Regions from separate parts of the Anas platyrhynchos genome. Here region 1 is linked to region 2. A link is a contact called in public Hi-C data. All regions are on one chromosome and are shown on one strand. The core of a region is the stretch at or near the end of the contact, and the rest is flanking DNA. Distances in the headings are between cores, read along the strand shown.

The links. A called contact is a pair of places that touch in the nucleus more often than the background predicts.
Region 1: a Hi-C map of subcutaneous adipose tissue shows a contact between it and region 2, with 2.4 times the contacts expected there. The contact joins the promoter of PDK2 here to the promoter of DHX58 in region 2.

What each region holds. Positions count from the first base shown.
Region 1 is chr28:3,012,530-3,017,535 of IASCAAS_PekinDuck_T2T, reverse strand. PDK2 (pyruvate dehydrogenase kinase 2) reads right to left here and starts at 2,639. Exons shown (of 11, transcript XM_038168869.2): 1 at 2,416-2,639; 2 at 993-1,134. The coding sequence starts at 2,533.
Region 2 is chr28:2,860,077-2,864,662 of IASCAAS_PekinDuck_T2T, reverse strand. It overlaps DHX58 (DExH-box helicase 58), which reads left to right and starts at 2,927. Exons shown (of 12, transcript XM_038168878.2): 1 at 2,927-3,243; 2 at 3,348-3,549; 3 at 3,706-3,896; 4 at 4,045-4,161; 5 at 4,421-4,547. The coding sequence starts at 3,076. KAT2A (lysine acetyltransferase 2A) reads left to right here. Exons shown (of 18, transcript XM_038168856.2): 13 at 1-12; 14 at 359-473; 15 at 587-623; 16 at 752-815; 17 at 1,017-1,101; 18 at 1,338-2,515. The coding sequence ends at 1,531.

The sequences.
Region 1 (5,006 bases), core at 1,390-3,889, 150 kb before region 2:
TTCAAGCTGCCACCAGCTGGCAGGGGGACATGGCCCTTAAAGGGACACCCGGAGCCTGTCCCCCGCACCCCCAGGGACACCCCTCCGTGCCCCCCCCAGCCACCAGGGCTGGCTTGGCCCCTTCAGGGGGCAGGAGGCTGTGGCAAGGCTGGGGACCCCCCCCCGGCCCCGTGCTGGCAGCAGGTGACGTGTCCCCAAGCTGGCCGGCAGCCCGTGCCACCAAAGGGCTGGGTGCCACCCGTGCCCTGTCCTCGTCCCTGTGCCACCCCCCTGCCCCCCCCGCCCCCCAGCAGCACCCTCTGGATCTGCTGGGGACGAGAGCTGGTGGCAGGAGCGGCGGTGGCAGCGGGACCAGTGGGGGCACCCAGGCAGGTGGTGGCGGTGGGGTCACCCTTGGGGACAGTAGTGGGACCTGGGGTGACAGCGGTGGGAGGTCGGGGACAACAGCAGGACCCGTGGTGGGACCCATGGTGACAACGGTGGGACCCACGGTGGCACCCAGGCAGGTGGTGGCACCGGGATCCCTCTGGGTGACCGCAGTGGGACGTCAGTGACAGTGGTGGGAGCTGGGGTGACAACGGTGGGAGCTCAGGGACAATACTGGGACCCATGGGGACAAGAGTAGGACCCGTGGGGACAGTGACAGGAGACAGGGGACAACAGTGGGACCCATGGGGTGGCACCCAGGCAGGTGACAGTGGTGGGATCCCTCAGGGTGACAACAGCAGGACCTTGGTGACAGCAGTGGGACCCATGGTGACAATGTCAGGACCTTGGTGACAATGGCAGGACCATGGTGACAACGGTGGGACCTTGGTGACAACGGTGGGACCCATGCTGGCAGCAGCAGGACCCACGCTAGCACCCAGGGGACATCCCCATGACCCCAGGGGGGGCTGGACGGCAGCAGTGGGGGGGTGGTGACAATGGGGTGGCAGTGGGGGGGTGGTGACAATGGGGTGGCGTCCCCCCCCCGGGGTGTCCCCGCTCACCAGCTCTGCACCAGCTGCACGGAGGGGGTGCGCAGGACGCGGTCGGGCAGGAGGTTGATCTCCTTCATGATGTTGGACAGGCGGACGGGCAGCTCCTGCCGCAGGAAGGCGAAGGAGGTCTTCTCGCAGGCATTGCTGGACCCTGGGGGGGGCACGGGGGGGGGCACAGAGGGGGTGGGTGAACCCCATTGGACCCCCCCCCCCAACTCACCCCCAAGCCCCCCAGTTTGGGCTTCGTCCCCTCCGCCAGCAGGAACCGGTGGGATCGCGGCAGGGCCCTGATTTTAGGATCCTAAAGGGGTTGAGGGCACTGGGACAGGGCTGGGCAACCAGTATGGACCAGTATGACCAGTATGGAGCAGGTTGGGGCTGGAAGCGCCTCGTCCCATGCCTGGGGGGGTTGGCCCAGTGGTGGCACTGGGGTCCCCAGGTGGCCGTGCCCCCAGCCAGGGGGGGTGGCACGGAGCCTGGTGGGGGCATGGAGGGGGCTATAAAAGGGGGGGGGGCACATCCTGGGGATAAAGGGGGGGGCATAAAGGGGGGAAGCCCAGGAGGACCTGGGGGGGGGGGGGGACAAAACAGCATCAGGGGACCCCAGGGTGCAGCCACCAGCGGGGAGGAAGAGGGGGGGGGGACGTAAATAAATATAGCCCTGACATTAACCACGCGGGGGGGGGCGGAGGGTGACAGAGACGCAGAGACAGGTGGGGCCACCATGGGGAGCATCACGGGGGGGGGGGGGGCGATGGCATCCCCTGGGGAGCTGGGGATGGTGGGAGGGGGACCCCCAGGGCCTGGTATGTACCCAGGGGGGGCAGGACAGGGCTGGAATAGTGGGGGGGGGATTAACTAAAGGGGGTTGGGGGGGCGTCAGAGGGGGCAGGACGCCCCCCCCCCCGAAGCAGGACAGCGTTTTGCTAGCCCAGCTTTTTACCTGGGGGGTATTTTCCAAGGGGGGGGGGTCTTACTATCCTAGATGAGGGTGCACGCAGGGGACCCCCCCCCCAAAATAAAAACCGGACACCCTACCAACGGAGGCGGGGGGGGCGTTTCCCCGTACCCTAACACTACGGGGGGGTCCCTCCTTAGGGGCAGCCCCCCCCCCCCAGGCCAGGCTACCTCCTACCCTAGGGGGGTGTTCCCCGGGAGGGGAGGGGAGCAGTAATTTAGGGGAGGGGTCGGTAACTAAGGGGGGGGGGGCGGTAACTAAGGGGGGGGGCGGTAACTAAGGGGGGGGGGCGGTTACTACGTGGAGGGGGGGGGCGGGACACCGGCTGTTTACCGGTTACGGGGGGGGGGTTGAACAGAGCCAGCTATTACCGAGGGGGTCTCCTCCACCGCCCGGTCTGGGGGTACACCGAGGGGGGGGGCAAAATGGGGGGGGGGGCAGCACCCGCCGGGGGGGGGGGGGGTTGTTATTTACCGAAGTCCAGGAACTGCTTCATGGAGAGCGGCGAGGGCGAGAACTTGCTGAAGTGCTCGATGTAGGTGGGCACCCCCGCCAGGGCCGCCCGCTTCCGCAGGCACCGCAGCAGCCTCATGGTGGTGCCCCCCCCGCGGCCCCCCCCTGGCCCCCCCTGGCCCCCGGCCCCGCCGCCGCCGCCGCGCCCCCGCGCCCCAGCTCCCGCGCCCGCGCCCGCCCCGTTCCCGCGCCACGCCCCCTTTGGCCACGCCCCCCGGTCACGGCCCGCCCTCAGCCAATCAGAGCCCGCCGGCCCCACTCCGCGGGGTTAAGGCGCGCCACGCCCCCTCTGGCCACGCCCCCCTCAAACTCTTTAACCCCTTCGCGGCCGGAGCCGGGCAGGGTTTAACCCTTTGGGTGCCGGAGTGTAGCGCTATGGTCTGGGCGGCGCTCTGAGCCTCCCCCCCCCCCATAACCCAAACCAAGGGGAGCCCCCCCAATAATCCCAACCATGGGGAGCCCCTCCCCATAACCCCAGCCGGGAGAAGCCCCCCTCAATAATCCCACTAAGGGGAACCCCCCCAATAACCCCAACGAGGGGGAGCCCCCCCCAATATCCCCAAACAAAGGGGAGCCTCCCCCAATAACCCCAACCAAGGGAGCCCCCCCCAATAACCCCAAACAAAGGGGAGCCCCCCCCCCAATAACCCCAACCAAGGGGAGCCCCCCCCCCAATAACCCCAGCCGGGAGAAGCCCCCCCCAATAACCCCAAACAAAGGGGAGCCCCCCCCAATAACCCCAACCAAGGGGAGACCCCCCAGTAACCCCAACCAAGGGGAGCCCCCCAATAATCCCAACTAGGGGGAGACCCCCCAATAAACCCAGCCGAGGGGAGCCCCCCCTCAATAACCCCATCCGATGGGAGCCCCTCCAATAATCCCAGCCGGAGGAGCCCCCCCCAATAACCCCAACAAAGGGGAGCCCCCCCTAATAATCCTAACCAGGGGGAGCCCCCCCCAATATCCCCAAACAAAGGGGAGCCTCCCCCAGTTACCCCAACCAAGGGGAGCCCCCCCCAATAACCCCAACCAGGGGGAGACCCCCCAATGACTCCAACCAAGGGGAGCCCCCCCAATAAACCCAACCGAAGGGAGCCCCCCCCAATAACACCAGCCGAGGGGAGCCCCCCCAATAACCCCAACCAAGGGGGATGGGATGGGATGCCGATGGGATCTTCCCTACCATCCCGTCTCTCTTGAGCCAATTTATATTCTATTCTATATTATGTTATATTATATATTATATTAAATTTTATATTAAATTTTATCTCATACATCTTTTAGGAGCAGCCGCAGTGACTCCAGCCAAGCGTATCTCAGGGAGACGGGGCTCCGCCCTGGGGGCGGGCAGCATTTGGGCTGGGGGTGTGCTCCGGTCCTACTTCCAGTACCCAATTACACCACAAGGTGTACCCAAAGGCTTCCTTTGGGAGCATTTTTGATGGGCAAAAGTGGTGCCCTACGAATTGTCTAGGGTCCCACTTAGGGTTTTGGCATAAACATGGCATATGTTTAGGGCTCTTTGGAAAGAGAGAAGGCACAGAGCCCTCTGTCCTGTGGGGTCAATAAAGGCTCCCAAAGGGAGTTCAGGTGTACCCAAAGGTTTCCGTTGGGAGCATTTTTTGATGGAAGAAAGTGAAGCCATACGTGTTTTCTAGGGTCCTACTTAGGGCTTGGCTCAGTGTTCTGGTTACAGTTACATTTAGGGTTGTTTGGAAAGGGAGAAGAAGCCGGGTTTAGGGTTAGGGTTAGGGTTGGGGTTAGGGTTTGGGTTTAGGGTTGGGGTTAGGGTTTAGGGTTAGGGTTAGGTTCTAAGGTTTGGGTTAGGGTTAGGGTCATTAGGGTTAGGGTTAGGGTTGGGGTTAGGGTTAGTCTTATTGTTAGGGTTAGGTTCTAAGGTTTGGGTTAGGGTTAGGGTCATTAGGGTTGGGGTTAGGGTTAGGTTAGGGTTAGTCTTATTGTTAGGGTTAGTGTTAGGATTTGGGTTTAGGTTTAGGCTTAGGGTTAGGATTAGGGTTGTACCAAAAGCCTTCCTTTGGGGGCACTTTTTGATGGACGAAAGGGGCTCTGTATGCATTTCATGGGGCCCTATTTTAAATTCGTCTCAGGGGGGATGCTGCAGGGGGCTTAGACGCAGCAGGGTGCAGGGGGGGACACAGCAGCATTGCAGCAGGGGTGCAGGGGGGACGCAGCAGGGTGCCGGGGTCTCAGGTACCCCGGGGATGCTGCAGGGTCCTGGCAGCCCGGACTGTCAGGAGCTGGGCTCGGGGCTCAGCTGGGAGCAGGAAGGGGCCGAGGTGCAGCCCCGGGGCTCTCCCTGCACCTGCTCTGGGTGCCCAGGATTTGGGGCTGGGGGGGTTTGTCCTGCAAAGGGGCAGCAAAGCGCCCGGCATCCTGTGCGTGCTGCCCCCCCTGCACCCTCCCAGATGCTTTGCTCAGCCCCAGCCCTGTGGGTGGAAGGGCTGCGAGCCAGCCTGGGGGGCTGTGGGGCTGCTGGAGCGGCACGGGGCGGGGGGGACCCCTCGGCTGGCACCCCCCCGGGTGGCCGCAGC
Region 2 (4,586 bases), core at 1,678-4,177:
AAGCAGAAGGAGGTGCTGCTTTTTTTGGGGGGGGGGCTGCCGGGATCTGCTCGCTCTGACCCATCCCAAACCCAAGGGGATGGGGACCCCAAGAGGGCGGTGATGGGGACCACAAGGGGGGGTGGGTGGGAGCCATCCCTTGAATAACCCCATCACCTCCCCTTTTGGGGTGGCATCTTCCCTGGAAATGGGTTTGCAGGGCAGCAAAAGGGTCACTTTGGGGATTTCTTTAGGGCTTCCAGGGGCTGGCCCTGGGCAGGAGGAGGGCGCAGCCTCGTTCCTTGGATCTGTCGGGGGGGGTCCTGGAGCATCCTGCGGTGCCCGCTGATGTCTCTTCTCCCCCAATTTCCCACTGCAGATCATCAAGAAGCTGATCGAGAGGAAGCAGGCGCAGATCCGCAAGGTGTACCCGGGGCTCACCTGCTTCAAGGAGGGCGTGCGGCAGATCCCCATCGAGAGCGTCCCCGGCATCCGTGAGTCCAGTGGATGGAGGGTCCTCGGGGGGGGGGGGGGCGGCAGGGCCTCATCCTGACCTCAGATGGCTGAGGGCAGGGCTTTGGGGTGATGCTGAGCCTTGTTCTTCCAGGAGAAACGGGCTGGAAACCTCTAGGGAAGGAGAAAGGGTGAGTGGTGCCGGGACCAGCGGTGCCAGGGGGGGCTCCTGGTTCGTGCCCCCTGCAGCCCCCCCAGGCTGATGGGCTCTGTGCTCATGGGCCCTGCTCTGTGCTGATGGCCCTGCTCTGTCCTGCAGCAAAGAGCTGAAGGACCCGGACCAGCTCTACAACACCCTCAAAAACCTCCTGGCCCAGATCAAGGTGGGCAGCGGGGGCGCGCTGCGGCGCCCTTCACCCCATCCCCGTCCCCTTGGGGGGGGGGGGGGGAAGGCAGGGGGTGAGCCCAGCACGGCTCCCCAGCTCTGCTTGGGTTGTGGATGGGTTATTTTGGGGAGCAGGACCCCTGGGTGCTGGGGCAAGGGGGTGCTGCCCCCTTCGTGGTAACCTCTGCCCCCTCCCCAGACCCACCCCAGCGCGTGGCCCTTCATGGAGCCGGTGAAGAAGTCGGAGGCGCCGGACTACTACGAAATCATCCGCTTCCCCATCGGTGGGTGCCAGGGGTCCGGGGGGGGCTGCAGTGATCCCAAGCATGGGGGGGGCATGGTGGGGAGGGGGGGTTGCTGTTGGGGTGCTGGGATGTCCATGGAGTGAGGTAGAAGAGAGAGGGACCCCTTGGGGACCTCTTGGGGACCCCTTGGGGACCCCTGCGTGTGTCTGGCTTGGGATCCCACTGGGTGGGGGGCACGGGGGTGTGCTGGGGGGGGTCCTGACCCTTTCCCCCAGACCTGAAGACGATGACGGAGCGCCTGAAGAACCGCTACTACGTCACCAAGAAGCTGTTCATCGCCGACCTGCAGCGCATCATCACCAACTGCCGCGAGTACAACCCCCCCGACAGCGACTACTGCAAGTGTGCCAACACCCTGGAGAAGTTCTTCTACTTCAAGCTCAAGGAGGGGGGGCTCATCGACAAGTAGGGGGGGTGGGCCTGGACTCCTGGGGCCGCCAGATCTCCCCCCCAGGTCCTTGCCTGCAGCTGGGGAGGGGCAGGGGTGCCCTCTCCCCAAGGAGAGGAGAGAGGGACCCCCCCGCCTCTGAGCCCTCTGAGCAGGGTTTGCTGCTGCTGAACAGCCTGGGGGGGTTCAGTGTGCTCCCTCTGGGGGGGTCCGGGGTTTATCCCTGTCCTGGCAGCCCCCCTACTCCTGGGGGAATGTTGAGGGGCTGGGGGGGGTCGGAGCAGAGCTGCCTTGCTGCCTCCCCCCTGGGGCTGTGCCTTCTGCCTCCTGTGTCTCAGTGCCAGGGCAGGGCCCCCCCCCCTCTGCGTCCTGATGCCAGGGCAGGGCCCCCCCCCAATGCTTTGGGTTTCTGCAGGGACTTTGCTTCCTGCTCCCGTCCACGCACAGGCAGCGCCTGCCCCTCTTGAATGTATGGCAGGACCCCCCCCCCAGCCCTCTGTGGGGCAGAGACCCCGCTCCTGGGCTCGGGGAGGGGGGGTCCCTGCTCCTGCTGCCTCTCCATCAGCTCTTCCCTTGGGGCAGGGGCTCTGCACCATCTCCCCCTCCCCTTGCTGGGGACACTCGGGGGGGTCCCATCCTGGTTCCTGCTCCCCCTTGCTCTGCCCCGGCTCTGAGCCAGCTTCAGCACGGGGCTGGGGGGCTGGCTCTTGCTCGCATCCCTTCCTCGCCCCCCCTCCTTGTCCCCATTTGCCCCCTGGGAGCAGGGCTGGGGCGTAGCATTAATTTATCCCCTGCTTTGGTCGCCTGCTGCCTTATTGCCCGTGGCTGTCCTTCATGGGGGGGGGTGCTGGTCCCACTCTGGGGCCTTACTGGCCTTGCTGGGGGGGGACCAGACCCTGTCCAGCCCTTCCTGTCCACCCATTCCATGTGACTTTTTTTTTTTATTTGGGTTGTTGTTGTGTTTTTTTGTTTGTTTATTTTTTTTAATAAATGTACTTGTGCACACCCAGCTGCCCCCTTGTGTCTGGCCCTGCACTGAGCCCCCCCCAAACCTCAGAGGAGGAGGTGGGGGGGGGAGAGCTCCAGGGCCGCTGGGTGCTGTGATGGGGGGGCACTGGGATGAACTGGGTGGGCACTGGGATGAACTGGGGGGGCGTGGATGTGGATTTTGGTGCACGGGGGTGGGAGGTGCACAGGGGGAAGGGGAGGGTGCAGGGGGCTGGGGGTGCACCAGGCTCAAGTGGGGGGTGTGAAGGGGCTGGGGGGGCACTGGTTTGAACTGGGGGGGTGGAGATAGATGGGTGGGGGTGCACTGGGCTGAACTGGGAGGCGTGGCTGGGAGCAGGGAAAAGCTGCGTCTGCAGCAGCTCCTCCTGCTTTCGGTTTCTGTTCCCGATTGGGGCGGGGACGGGGATTGGGAATCGGGGCGAGCCGGCAGCTTGGCGCAGCAAAACTTGGTTTGGCTCGGCTCCCTTCACCCCAAACCCACTCAGCCGTGCGTCCCAGCCCGACATCGCGACCAAGAGGCATCTCCCTAGAGGTTTCATTTCCTACCGGTGTCACCCATGGAGCTGCGCGGGTACCAGCACGAAGCCGTGGCCCCAGCCTTGCGTGGCCGCAACAGCATCATCTGGCTGCCCACGGGGGCTGGCAAGACCCGTGCCGCCGTCCACGTCTGCTGGAAGCACCTGGAGAGCCGCCGGGATGGCAGGGTGGCCGTGCTGGTCAACAAGGTGGCCACAGGGTCCCTGTCCCCACCACCCTTGGAGATAACGGGGTGGGAGGGTAAAGCACCGGTGGTCCCGGCTTGGAGCTGACGGGGTCGGGGTGTGTGTAGGTGCACCTGGTGGAGCAGCACGCCAAGGAGGAGTTCCACGTCCTGCAGGGCACCTTCAGGGTGACGGCCATCAGCGGGGACAGCAGCCACAAGTGCTTCTTCAGCCAGGTGGTGAAGCGCAGCGACGTCGTTATCTGCACGGCCCAGATCCTGCACAACGCCCTGCTGAGCCGGGAGGAGGACACGCGCGTGGAGCTGACGGGTGGGCACGGGACCCCCATGGCTGGGACCCCCCCAAGGCTGGGACACTCCCCTGGCTGGGACATCTCACCATGGCTGGGACCTCCACACTACTGGGACCCCCCCCCCGGCACGTCCTGCGCTGCTCACCCCGCTCTCCTCCCTCTCCCCGGTGCAGATTTCTCCCTGTTGGTGATTGACGAGTGCCACCACACGCACAAGGAGGCCGTCTACAACAAGATCATGCTGAATTACCTCCAGCGCAAGCTCAGCGGGCAGCAGGACCTGCCGCAGATCCTGGGCCTGACGGCGTCCCCTGGCACCGGGGGGAAAACGTCCTTCGAGGGGGCCGTGGAGCACATCCTGCAGGTGGGCGCTGCGCCCCCAGCCTGGGGTTCGGTGGGGTTTGGTGGGGTTCAGAGGGGTGCGTGGTGGTGGTGCTGGGTGCCAGCGAGCACCCGGCGCCGTGCTGGGCTGCTGGGGCTCAGGGTTGGGTTTTGGGGCTCTCCCCTTTTAGATTTGTGCCAACCTGGACACCGAGGTGATCACGTCGGCGCAGGAGCACATGCAGAACCTGCAGAGACAAGTGCCCCAGCCCAGGAAGCAGTACGACCTGTGCCAGGAGAGAGCATGGGTGAGGGCGGCAGGTTGAGCCCACAGCATTGCCCCCAGGCCCTGCTGAGCTGGGGGGGGGGGGTCCTCCTTGGATGCCTGGGGGGCTCCTGGAGTCCCCCTCTCCACCCAACTCGGGCTGATTGAAGGAATCAGCAAACTAGTGCAGGGGATCCCATCACCATCCTGGTCCTGCCACGCGAACCACCCCTAACCCCAACCCTCCCGGCTGCACCCCCAGAGCAATGCCCCCAGCCCCCTGAGCCCCTCTCCACTCCCAGGACCCCTTCGGCCAGCGGCTGAAGAAGATCATGGCCCAGATCCAGCAGCACATGGGGAATGCGGGGCTGCCGCAGGACTTCGGCACGCAGACCTACGAGCAGCAGGTGGTGGAGCTGGAGAAGAGAGGTGAGGAGGCGGCGGCAGGGGGAGCGCCAGGGGGGCACG